Regions from separate parts of the Gossypium arboreum genome. Here region 2 is linked to region 1. The links are chromatin contacts, called in public Hi-C maps. All regions are on one chromosome and are shown on one strand. The core of a region is the stretch at or near the end of the contact, and the rest is flanking DNA. Distances in the headings are between cores, read along the strand shown.

The links. Hi-C and Micro-C count contacts between places; a contact is called where the count stands out from the background.
Region 2: a contact with region 1 is called in a Hi-C map of leaf, with 2.5 times the contacts expected there. The contact joins the promoter of LOC108486798 here to the promoter of LOC108486329 in region 1. A contact is called at or near these places in 2 of 5 Hi-C or Micro-C datasets (both in leaf).

Annotation. Positions count from the first base shown.
Region 1 is chr6:132,807,900-132,815,232 of ASM2569848v2, reverse strand. It overlaps LOC108486329 (CBL-interacting serine/threonine-protein kinase 24), which reads left to right and starts at 5,692. Exons shown (of 16, transcript XM_017790329.2): 1 at 5,692-5,993; 2 at 6,257-6,464. The coding sequence starts at 6,300.
Region 2 is chr6:133,004,245-133,010,968 of ASM2569848v2, reverse strand. It overlaps LOC108486798 (methyl-CpG-binding domain-containing protein 11-like), which reads right to left and starts at 3,934. Exons shown (of 2, transcript XM_017791038.2): 1 at 3,758-3,934; 2 at 2,125-3,206. The coding sequence starts at 3,823. The coding sequence ends at 2,382. It overlaps LOC108486797 (glucan endo-1,3-beta-glucosidase 11-like), which reads right to left and starts at 920. Exons shown (of 3, transcript XM_017791037.2): 1 at 417-920; 2 at 1-63. The coding sequence starts at 468.

The sequences.
Region 1 (7,333 bases), core at 4,443-6,942:
TATTAAGTTTCTAACTCTATTTGATGTAGTCCAATTTTGCAATTAGTTTTTAAGTCCAAAAAACAATTACCCAACATTTCCAGCAACCAACCCCCTTAAAATTTAGTTCATCATGATAAAAATTAAGCTAATAAACATAAAACAAGAAAACATAGCAGTCATTAACATCAAAATTAACAAGAAAATAAAAGTTGGAATTTTTAACTTGGAAAACTTAAAGGAAAAGTAAAGATGAGCATTCAACAGTAAAATGATGAACAAGAAACATTAACGTTTAAGTTTTTAATATATTAAACTAAAGGAAACTAAAATAACATTAAGCAAAAGAGTAAAATGTCATTACAAGTAAAATAGAAGTACTAAAAGTGCAAATAGACCTTTGCTACAGTAGTAACTAACTCAAGAAATGATAAGAATAAAAAGAAAATGCAGGAAAATTAACACTACAACTATAGAAGAAGATGAAAAATGTAAAACCCTAAAGTGAGAAGAGAAAACCTAAGTAAACTAAGAGAAAACTATCCTAAGTCTAGTTTCTAAAGTGGCGTTCTCCCTCTACCAAATATTTTGGCCCTTTTAGCAGATAGCAGACCTAAAATTGTTGACCAATTTGCCCCTGAGCGTGTGCCTTTGATTGGGGGACATGTTGGATAAGGACTACCCTTCTGGTCATTTTTTGTCTCCCTTCGACAGTGATATCGTGATACTTAGAGCTTAATGTCGCGATATCACCTCCAGTCTTGAAATGGGGGAGTCCTTAGGAGTTGGGTATCGCGATACCTATAGCTAGTGTCGCAATACCACTGAGAAAGGCCTTGATTTTCTACAACTTAGCACTACTTGGGGTATCACGAATCTAAGGCTTCAATATCGCAATACCCTTCCTTCTATGCGATATTTTCACTCACGTTCATGCCTCTAATGATTCACTATAAATTTAAATTGCTCGGTGGTGCAATTGGTCATTTCGAGTATTAAAAGCGATGAAAAGCACATCAATTCACTTATGAAGGCTACTAATGAAAATTACGTAAAACATAACAAAAACACCTAATTGTTCAGAAACAAGCTCGTTAAGTGTAATAGGGAGCCTAATTTGACATACCAAATTATAACAAATCACTATGAGAGCTGAAATGAATTCAATAAAATCCAATTTAATGTTAGAACTTGTAGACTTACTGGAATGGATAAAATCCATAAGGTGTAAGTGAATCTACAAGAGGAAAGAAATGCAGTGAATTTACAAGAGGAAAAAAAATGCGAAAGGGTACATTGAAACCTATAAGGCCAGACTTGTAGCTAAATGCTACACATAGAAACAAAGTATCCATTATGAGGAAACCTTATTTCTAGTAGTCATGTTCAAGTCAATCCACATTTTGTTATCCATCATGACGACTCTTGATTATAAGATCTGAAAAATGAATTCAAGATAATGTTTTTGAACGACTATCTTGAAGAAAACATCTATCTGAGGCAACCCACTAGTTATGTAGCTATAAGAAATAAGCATAAAGTTTGCAAATTACTACTATCCATATTTGGGATTAAGCAGACATCCTACTCATGGAATCAAAGATTTGATCAAGTAATAAAAACTTTTAGATTTGAGCAAAACTTTGATGAACCTTGTATTTATAAGTGTATTGCGGATGGAAAGGTAGTTTTTCTAGTTCTTTATGTCGATGACATACTACTCATTGGGAATAATGTAAGGACATTATCGATAAAATTATAATTAACCTAACATTTTTGCATGAAAGATTTGGATGAGATGTTCTAGGAATTCAAATCTTTAGAGATTGAAAAGAACAAAGTGATAGCTTTATGGCAAGCTTTATATATAGATAAGATATTGGAACGTTTTATGATAGCTGAATCAAAGAAGGGAACACAATCTTTTGTTTTGGGCTTTCATCTTTCTTTAGAGGATTGTCCTAAGATAGTAAAAGAAAAAGAGAATATAAGAAATGTTTCTTATGCTTCAGCAGTTGGAAGTCTCGTGTATGCTGTGTTATGCACACGTCCAAATATACGTTATGCAGTAGTGATGGTAAGTCAATATTAGGTAAATCCCGGTCCAAGACATTGACAAGTAGTTAAATATATACTTAAGCATTTGTTGAGAATGAGGGATTATATGCTCGTATACTTTGAAGGAGATTTAACTCTCATTGGATATACGAACTTTAACTTTCAAACTTGTTGAGATTCAAGGAAATTGACATTGGGTTGTGTCTTTGTTCTAGGTGGCGGGTCTATAGTTTGGAGAAGTGTTAAGAAAAGTTGTACTGCTGACTCCATTATAGAGGCTGTATATGTGGTTGCTTCTAAGGAAACAAAAGTAGTAGTTTGGCTTCGGAAGTTCCTAACCGGTCTCAAAGTCATTCTTGGTATGGAAAAAGCTATAACATTGTGCTAGGATAATAGTGTGATAATAGCTAATACTAAGGAAAAAGAAATCATAAAAAGGCAAAACACAATGATCGAAAATATCTAATTATTTAAAAGGTGATGGCTAACGAAATAATGGATATAGTCAAAATCACATTTGAGGAAAACATTGCGAATCCATTTACCAAGTTTTTGGCAGCTAGGAGTTATGAGAAGCATGTAGAAGGTATGAGAATACCAAATATGACTCATATACTTCACTAGGGATAGTGGAAGATTGTTAGGATCTAGTGCCCTAAATGTAGTTTATTCGTCATTTATACTTGTAATTTTTTAAACAAATTGTTTTGAAAAAAATTTCATTATACACATTAATATCGTTTGTATTTGTCCTCAATGGTTTTTACACGCAAAGAAAAATGTAAACAAATATTGGCTCAATGATTACCTAATATTAAGTTGCATTACGTAGTCAAATTGTAATGCGAGGAAAAACTTGTATTAGTAGACAATCTAAAAGGTCCATAGTTTGATGAATTGAAATTGAACAAATCGATTAAATGACTATTATGTCATCTACAAATCCAAATGCAAAGATTAGATACAACGAGATTAAAAACTAGAGATTAGAGTTAACAAGATCAAGCAATTAGGGTATTTGATATTTTTTTTTCTTTCCTAAAAAAATTTTAGAAAGTTTCACTCTAAAAAATTTGGGTATTTAATATTCGGTGCTTGGTTGTATTGCTTGAAATTCTTTGAGTGCTTTTCATCAATCAATAAAAAAATCCCAATTTTTTAGAGTGAAATGTTCTGCAATTTTTTTTAGGAAAGAAAAACAAATACTGAATACCTGAATTGCTTAATCTTGTTAACTTTAATATTTTGCTTTCAATCCCATTGTAAATCTACTTCCAATTTTTTTCTTCAAAAATATTAAATTTGAAAGTAAGAGATTTTTTTGAATTTTTTCAACCTAAAACTTGTAGAGTAAACTACACCCATGGTCATTTTAACATAATGTTTGTCTTATTGTGGTCACTCTAATTTTTTTTTCAGTTTAGTCACTCCAATTAAGATAATTGTTTGAATTAGTCACTTCCATTAAAAATTCTGTTAATCACTAACGGAAAACCCTAACCTTCCTTTTTGTGTCACCAATACCATCGTTAAGCTCTAGCACCATCGTTTGGTTATCATTTTCTCTCCTCTCATTTTCCAAGCTTAGCCTAAAGTAACTTTTTCAGTGGTGATCTCTTTTGATATCTCTTAATTAACACTACTTTTGCCATCCCATTCTTTCCCCCCAATGGTAAAACCGAAGTCTTGAATCATCGTCAAGCATTTGGCTCTCTTCGACCTCCTAACCAAATACCTTCGATATGCTCCCTCTACCTTTCCCATTCCATCCTTTACGTCAACACCTAAGGTAACTCCCTCCTTTTGCCCTCTATAAACCCTAACTAGACCCCAATTGAATCCCTCTCTTCCCTTTCTCGAAACGTTTCTCTTCTCTGTACAATTTTCGTTTTCTTTATTGAATCGATTTTTATTTTTGACCAAAATGATGTCATTTTGATACTTTTTGATGGGTTATTGTTTCTAATGGATCCATTATTGATTGAACCAATTAAAAAAATTAGATGGTTTAAAAGGATTCATAGTAATCGCTCAGGTATTTCAAGGAATCCATTCTCAAAGCACTGATTCAGTCAGTTGTTCATTAAAAGGGCAATGGGTTTTGGATAAATTCGAAGGGCTTAAGATAAATGGAGTGAAAAGGAATGAGTTAGAGTGGAACCAATGGTTTTCATTCCTTGCCGATGGTGAGTGTGATTGGAGAATGTAATCGAAGGTCAAACGACAATGTTGAAGCTTAGGTGGCGATGGCATTGACGACACAAAGGGGAGGTTAGGGTTTTCAGTTGTGAGAAGATTGCTGATAACCCTAATCTATTAGTGATTAACACAATTTTTAACAACAGTGACTAATTCACATAATTATTTTAATTAGAGTGACTAAATTGAGAAAAAAATTTAGAGGGACCAATATAGGACAAACCTAATTATAGAGTGATTATGGGTGTAGTTTATCCAAACTTGTATTACATGGTTAGGGGCGAAGGTAGAATTTTTTTTAGAGGGGTTTAATTTTTACGATAATAAAATTGTAATTTCACCATTTGAATAGCCTATATATTTATAAATTTTAAAGTATTAAATCAAATTTTTTTATTTTAGGAGGGCCATAGTATAATTTTATCTTTACTAATTTAATTTTTTAATAAATTAAATAACTTAAATTAATATTTTTTTTATTTTAGGCCGCCAGAACCTTTATTAATCTCCTGGCTACTCCCTATACATGATATAAGAAAAAAAAAAAAAAAGTTAAAAACAATTTAATTCTCATTAGAAAGCAAAAATAAAAAGTGCAAGAGAGAGAGTTAGAGAAAAAAAAGGCGTACATTACGTAATAATTCAATTAATTGAGTCTAACTATTAGGTCATTGAAACTAAAAAACCTAATTTTTTTCCAAATTATAACTATACTACTTATATTATTTTTATCAATTTAATTCTTATACTTTATTTTTGTGATCAATTTAGCTTTTGTACTGATTTTGTAATCCCATTATCCAACTTAAATTCTATTAAAAATTTAAACCAACCAATGACTATATATGTAAAAAAACTTCCACTTAACATTTTCAAAGATTTAACAAAACTAAAGAAAAATAATTAAAAATAAAAAATAAAAAAACTCAAAAACCTTAATGCTCACACAATCATAAAAACCTAAAAAATCATAATTCATTTTAAAAATTATAAAAATATAATTATGCAAAACTTCAAAAAATTAAAAATTTTGTGTTTGGAATTTTAGGTTGTTTTTAAAAAATTAAAATTTAATGAAACTTTTAAGAATTTTATGGTATTTTTATTAAAATAAATTCAAAGTTCCTTAAAAATAATAAAAAAATCATAAAAAGCAAAAGAATTAGAAAAAAACCCGTAAAATTCTTAAAAGTTTTGAGTAAACTTCTAAAATTTTCTAAAAGCTTAAATTCTAAACAAATGAATTTTTTAAATTTTATGAAATTTAATATTTTAAAGTTTCACATACTTATAATTTTAAAAGTATATATATTTTTGAAATTTGTAAATAATTTTTTTAGTTTTTATAAGTTTTTAAGATTTTTATGGGATTTTTAATAAATTTTAAATAACTCTTCACTGTTTTGACTTGTGGTAGCGTGTAATTAATTGATTTAAATTTTTGTTAACGGAAAATCAAATTGGGGTAATGAGCTATAAAGAAAAAGAAGGGGCCAAAGTACGGGTAGCAAAGTAATAGTTTAGCTATAGCACAGCGGCTAAATAATTATTAAGCAAAAGAAAAATAAAAAGAGCTTTTGGTTTATGTTTGCTTTACCTGGTTTGATGAACCATCAATTTACTGCCAAAGCTAACGCGAAGCCCTCGTCGAACCTCCGGCTATCTTCATTTTCTTTTTCATTTGAAGGCGAAAAGTTTTCTGGGCGATAAGTTTTTCGCCCGAATATTCGTCTAATTATTGGCAACTTCTCTTCTAGGTTTGCCTTGTTTTAGTATGTTTTAATTCATTTATTCTAATCTCGATTTACGGTTTATTTTTCTCTCTTCAAATTTCTTGTTTTTCTCAGTAAACTTATAAACTTGCGATTTTTTTTCCCCTCAAGTTTCTCAGCAGCCAAACAGAGATTGCCTACAATTTTTAGTAATAATTATTAAATTTATTAGTCCAATTTGTGTGGTGTAGTCAACGCAGCATGGAGAGTAAGCTCTCAAATTTTAATTTTCTCTTTTTTGGGTTCAGGTGTTTCTTTTTCTTTTTGGTATGAGATGATCGTTGAATAACGATGAGGAAGAAAACAAGAACAGTAGGAAAGTATGAGGTTGGACGAACAATTGGGCAAGGAACATTCGCCAAAGTTAAGTTTGCGCGGAATTCAGTCAGTGGAGAGAGCGTGGCCTTGAAAGTTTTGCCCAAAGCCACCATTCTTAAGCACAGAATGGTTGATCAGGTGTTTATTTAATTCTTTTTTTTTTTTAAGAAAAAACAAGGACAGACCCTGTAACGGCCTTTGACTTTAGAATTTGTAGTTCTTATTCAATGCTAAGTAGCTGCAAATCATTATTCTCTTATCTTGTTCAAAGTTACTGAATTCACTGTTTAAAAAAAGCTCTATTAATGCCTCTGCCTTTTGATTGTTTGGTTGAAAAATCATGTGTGGCCTATTTTGCGTGCTCTGCTTGAATTATGGTTGGTATTTGGTAAGATTATTGCTGGTATTATAAGTTATCCTTGAGAAAGCTCTGTTGTGTAGAATTTAAGTAGCAAGTTCACCACAAAGTCTAATGGAAAATTCTCTGAAGTGAATGGTGATTATAATGATTTTCAAGTCAGCATGAGCCCTCTGATTCTTGGATGTTAACTGCGTGAGGAAGTAATTTATGTTGAAGTTTCACTTAATGGTACTTCCACATTGGAAGAGCATAATTTGCTGCAACTTATAGAATGGGTATTTGAAGTCCTCTATTCTTGATTACAAAAATATCTTTATATTCATGCAGTTTATAATTTTCCGTATCCAGAGAAATACCTTGCTTTCTTCCAATTGCTTTTTTTTTTATAATGTCTTCTACTCTAGTGTCTGTGTCCTTGCCATTTCTCAATGTACTTTCTTTTTGGTCCCTTGGACCTGTTCAAAGGACACTGTTTTAACACAAGATTGTTAATGAAATTCTTTAGCTGGGGAGGATGCTAGTTGAGGGACAATCTTAGCATCTATTTTTGTGTTGGTTTTTGAATTTTTTTGGTGAAAAACTAGATCACATCACTTGTCTGAAATCAAGTAACTAAAGATTTCTGGAGACCATCTTTTCCTTTTAA
Region 2 (6,724 bases), core at 2,685-5,184, 200 kb before region 1:
TATTGGCAATTCTTCCATAATTAATACCATACGTTCCGGTGAAAGCTTGCACAGTCACAAATGCTGGAGAAAAGAAACCAAAATAGTAATCAAGAATATAATCATAATAACAATAATATCCCTTGTCAAAGACAGAAGAGAGCTTTTTGGTCATGATTTTAGGAAAATACATCTTACATCCTATATATTCTACACTGATAATAGGATACAAATCCCAAATCAACTAAATAATATATAGGAATTCAAAATCCTTTGATTCAATAAAAAAAATTGAAAACATCCCTTGAAACTATCAAAATTTAAGAACAAGCCTACAAACTAAGGACCCAAATTTGAGCAGAAAAAGACAGCATAACAAATAACCAAAAAGAGCCAACAAAACCTTAAGGAAAAAGAAAGAGTGAAAGAGAAAGTACCAAATGGAGCAAGAAAGATGAAGAAGAATAGCGAAACTCGCAGAATTTTCATTGCCTTTTCGTTCTATATTTTGTTCAAGGATGAATCAAATTATCCAATTCTGGAAACGCTCTTTATAAGGAAATTGAGCAAACGCCTTCAATGCAAAGCTTGTTGTAACTCCAGCATGCCATATCATTAATTAAAGAAAAAATAATAATAAAAAAGTCTCTCCCTTAATACTTCACTTTCTCTCTTTATGTCACACGGTCTCCTCCATTTTCCATGGCTTAGTGTTTCAATCTTTAGAAGCTCAGCTTCTTTTTGGCCACAACTAAAATATGGGTAAGAAGGAAGATTGTGAAGTGATTTTAAGACAGGAAGCCAAAGCTTGTGTGTGAGAAAAGGGTCTTCAGCTTTGGGATTTTGATTAAATTCAACTATTCTTTAAAAATGTTATTACAAAATGTGTTGTGTCCATTGGTCAGTGCTGCTTACTCGGCAATTTGGAAGTGTTAGAACTTGAAGTTCTGTATTGTCTCCACGATCCACAATTGGGCCCTAAACTGGCTATTTAGTGACTAATAGTCTCTTTATTAAAAAATTTGAGTAAATTATTCCCATAAATTTCGAAACATGCAAATTAACTCTTTTGCATATAGCACATTAATTTAAATTATTAATTGTTAATTTAGTCCTTAAACTATAGTTAAAATATTATTTTAATTTTTAAAAATTTTTACAGTAATTCTAAAAAATTTAAAATAAATATAATTTATTAAAATATTAAAAATAAATATAATTTATTAAAATATTAAAAATATGTTAACTTTTTAAAAATAATTTTTTCTAAAAATTCAAAATCGTCATCTTTTAACTATTTGAAGTTGGGTTTCTATAGATACTAACCATAACCACTTGGATTTAACTTCCATTCTTCTTTTGTTTTCATAGTATTGTTTCTTAACATAATTTTAATATTTATATTTATTATGTTAAAAAAATTAACATTATTTTTAACAATTTATATTTATTGTAAATATTTTTTTAGTTTTTAGAATTATTGTAAGAAATTTTTTTAAAATCAAAATAATATTTTAACTATAATTTAGAGACCAAATTAGCAATTAACCAAATTAACTTGCCACATTATCATTTAATTGATAAAATTTAACGGAGGACTAATTTACATGTGTCGAAATCTATAAGGATTAATTTACTCATTTTTTTTAGTAAAGAGACCAAAATGCAATCCAACCCTAATACTTTTACGAGACTACCCACTCTTAAGTTGTAACTGATTTATAAGAAGCTCGAATTTAAGTTTCCAAATTTGATTTTATATCATCACATTTATTTCTAAAGTTCAAATTCCATCTTAACTGAAATATGTTTTTTTAAGGTAAAGCAATATTATTTACAAATAAACAAAAGGAAACAGACCAACATGGCGAGGCAATAACTAATCCTAATCCAATAAGCTTACCACATACACTCGGTCTTATAAAAAAAAGTGAGAATTAACAAATAAATTAAGATGACATATTGATATAAATTAAATTAATATACCTTAAACAAAGTTCTCTGACTAGCTTTAAAATCTACTTAATTTAATTAAAAAAAAGGTTCGGGCAATACAAAAGTACATATTATTATCCTTACCAAAGTTTAAACCAAGTAAATGCTGGGAGTTTACCAAATTAATCAACAAAAAATAGATGCCAGATATCAGAAAAGAGCACTAATTTTAACCTTTTACTTAGCACTGCATATTACATCCATATCCTTTCATCACTTACAAGCTACAGGTCAGACCAATAATACATCAGACACAGTTACATTATATAGCTATCTACCATAATACCAAAAGATGTCTCATCAGTTACTACCTTAGTAAAGCTAGTCATTTTAAGTATGTCCCAAAATCAAAAAGGTTCACAAGGGGGATGCATCATGTTAAATGTTAATCCATTGTAAATAGAATCTCAAGGCTTCCCCTCCTCTGCATTACTTCCCTTACTACCATTTTGAATTGCTTCTTCCGTTTCATCACGATTTGCTGCTTCATTGACTTCGATTTCTCTTTCAGATTCAATTGTGCTTCTATCATGTTTTGGTTTTACTTCTCCTTGCCCCTCATTTTTCCGTTCCTCCGTAACGCATACGTTGGGTTTCTCCTGCTCCATGGATCCAAGCCCTTTCTCAGCTTCACTCGCTGGTTGTTCAACATTTCCATCGGATGTTGCATCCTCCATGTCTGCTGTTTCCTTTTGGCCAAATCCAGAAGCATTCATTTCAACTCCGTCCTGCGGGCATTTCAACTTTTCAGATACTGCTTCACCATCTCCTTTACCTTCTTCGATATTAGTAGATATTTTTGCATCTACTCCGCGTGTCACTTCTTTAGAAGTGGGTTCAGATTTACTGTTACCATCTTGCGTTTTATCTTTGTTCTCATTCTCATTCTCTTCCTCAGATTTTCCAGCCTCTTCCATAACATCTTTACTATCCTCTGTTCCTTCAGGGGCTGTCTCCGATTCTTTGTTATCATCCTTTGAAGCTGATGATTTTCTGCCTCGTTTTTTCGGAGGTTCACTATCTGCTGTCGGCATTGCTTTTACCTTCTCGCTAATCCTTGCTGATCTCCTAGGGGTCTCACCAGTGCCCCAATCGAATTCCGATATTACTGGACCCCCAGGGTGTTGTTTAAGGTAATGCTCCAATTGTTTCTTGTTACTGATTTGTTCCCCAGAGGGAGCAGTGAAAATGATCTCATTCTTCTTAGGAGTTCCCCCTTTCTTCGGCTTCAACTGCAGAACAAAAAGAAACCTTAAGATTGCACGATATTATCAAAATCAACACCAAAAATGACATTGATGACTTTCCAGTTTCCTACATAAAGTTCCGAAACAATTGCACAACTTGAAAGCAACGTTTAATCAACAGACATTCTTCAACAGTCTTTCAAAATAATAGTCAAAATATCATTTCTCAAACAAAAAATTAAATCTTCCAACTAAGAGCACTAAAATATCATAAGGGATGCCCAACTTTGCTCATTTGCCTCCAAGAATCGTTTAAAAACAGAAACCCAAAGATTACAGACAAAGACCCTTCTATAGAACCCTAGCTATTGCTTTGCTTCCAATAAATTGGGAAAACCAGATGTGTTAACCAGAAAAAAAAAAAAAAAAAACTCATAATTCACCATTAATACTAGGAGCAAAACAAAATAACTCTAATTAAAAATTATCATTACTTCCCTAACTAGAAAAATAAAAACAAAATAAAACCCAGTGAAACGACAAGCAATAAACTTGAATTTTTTTTTTTTAGGAAGAAAGAAGAAGAAGAAATGAACCATTTTCTTCCAACCAGGAGGAGCAGTGAGTTGTAAGCAAACAACATCATCTTTGGCACTGTCCATTTCCTTCTTCTCCTTCCCCTTCTCCACCGCGCTCGCCTTTTCCACCTACCAAATTACCGACTCAAATTTTTATACCAAATTTTACTTATTTATCCATCTGATCCACAAAAATTATACTAATGTGTCTACGGGCCGGGCCAGATTCTACTGGACTCCAAATCCACAACATTTCTATATTTTTCATTTTTATTTAATAAACTTATATTTTCATTGAAATTTTAAATATAAATCATGTAACATAGTTTTTAATATTTATATTATATAATATATATTATAGGAAAAATATAAAATTGGAATACAGGTTTGCCGAGCTCCACCATTAATATTGGAAGCTAAGTCTAACTTTAAATTTTTTATATTGTATAAGTATAAATATTTGTATATGTAATATGTAAAGATAAATTTGTGTTATATTAATTAATGATCTGTGAAAATTGAATTAAATTAAATTGTCATTTGTAAAATTGCATAAAATCAAAGTTTATATATAACATTGCACATTGAAGCAAAATTCATATATAATTTTGATATTTATCCTTAATATTTCTTTTTCTTTTATTTGTATTTATTTAATTGATTTTACATTACCTTTTTCCTATGATAATCCCAAAATTTGGAACTAACATGTTTAACTAAAAATGATATATGATATATCAATTGAGTCTTAACTCGATTGGCATAGATATTGCTCCCAATGTAGGAGTACATGAGTTTGAGTGCGTTAAATCGTATTATCCTCCTATTTATGTATTGGGGAGGGGTTGTGGATAATTCTAGACATTGTATCAAAAAAAGCAGATATGATCAAAATCTATAATGAGATTGTTCAAAAAATAAATGTTATATGATATAGATGTGAATATCCCATGCCATAACTTAAAACTATAACAATAAATTAAAGGGTAAAGTAAAAAAAAATTGTCATTAAATTATTGTTTGCATTCTATCTTGATCATTAAACTTTTAAAATTTACAATTTAGTTATTAAACTATTCGAAATCAAATTGTTTGGTCACCGAACATTAACAATAGTTTGAAATTTGACAGAAGTGCTGACATGGGCTTTTTTTATTGGTCTAATAATAAATTTAGCTCTATAATATTTACAAACTCTATCATTTTCATCCTAAACATAAAAAATTTCACAAAATTAGCTCTCAATGTTTACAAAATTTGTCATTTATAAAAATTAATAAAAAAATCATTTAAACCCCTAAAGTCATAATGAACATATGACATCACACCAATCATTGAATAATGGGAATAGCTATCAAATCGTTTGGGTCATTTTTGTGTTGAATAAAATATTCTTGATATTCCACAAATAAAACAGTAATTGCCAGACCCTATCTTTTTTTGATAAATTATTATTTTTATTTTTAATTTTTTAAGTATAGTACAATAGTTTGGACATTGAAAAGTTGAAACTTATTTGCTAAGTACTATATGATATTAAGTATTTTTTGGTACAATTAGATGCTATCAAACCAAAATTTGATTATCCAATTATCAACATATGTCATTATGAAATATTCTGATCAAGGTTTTTAGAATTTGACTGGTGGTCAAACCAGTCAAGCCATCGATTTCGCCAGTTTGATTAGTCTGTCTAATTCAATTAAATAAAATATTTTTAAAAAATAAAAATATTTAAAAAAATTGATTTAGTCGCATGGTTCCTAGGTCAACCGGTCTAATGGCTCTCTCTGGATTGGTACACTTGCCGATTTTGATCTAATCAATCTGACCAACTAATCCGATCCAACTCAAAACAACATTGATCCTGACGGTTATTCTCATCCAACCGTCGGTTTAATGTCACCTAGGGCAAATTTGGATGGGCGGTGCGTTTATCTGCGGTTAGTGTAAAAACAGCGGTGGCAGTGAGATTAGATATTGTAGCGATACTGTAGCGTGAGTCAAAAAGTAAGCTAAACGCACCGCACGCACCCAATCGCCCATCCAAACTAAGCCCTATTCATTTTGATTTTAGGGGTTTAATTTCAAAACTGAGTAATCAATAAATGAATTTTTATAATATTTTTATATTTTAATAATATTATAATTTTATTAAAATAAAATTTTATAATTTATTAGAACTTATTAGGTTTTTTATCATTTTTATAATATTTATAAGTTTTTATGATTTTAATAATTTTTATAATATTTATAAGTTTTGATATTTTTTATAATTTTTATCACGTTATATCAACTTTAATATTTTTAAAATTTTTAATAATTTTATAATTTTTATGATATTTTATAATTTTATGACTTTTATATGTTTTTTAAGAATTTTTATACATTTTATAAAATTTTAAATATGTTTTATTAATTTTATAAAAAATTATAATTTATTAGCATTTATTTAATTTTATATATTTTTATTTTTATAAGTTTATATCAACTTTAATAATTTTTAATATTTTTAATATTTATATTTTTATAACTTTTACGATATTTTATAATTTTAATGATTTTTTTAATTTTTGTATTTTGAGCGAGAACATATAAGATTGAATCAAAAGTTGTCATGTACTACCATTTGATTGGTCTATCAATTTATTTTTTCAGTTAATATGGCCAATAAAAGAAACTATTGATAAACAGACTTAATTAATTTTTTTATTAATGGCAGGGACGAATTTAGCATAAAGACTTAATTGTGTTTTTCATTTTCTCTTAGAAGCTTTTTTGTCATATAAGAAAAAAAAAATCTAAATTCCTCTAACTCCTGATAAAACGCTTCAATTTGTTATTATTTGTCATATTCAAACGTTTTATAACCGTTGGATTCACTTTTCATTTCCACGTGTATCAATATCAGTGCTACAAGAAAAATAGAAAAGAATAAGGGATCTTTTTAAAAATAGAAAAATAGACAGTTGAATAATTATGTAG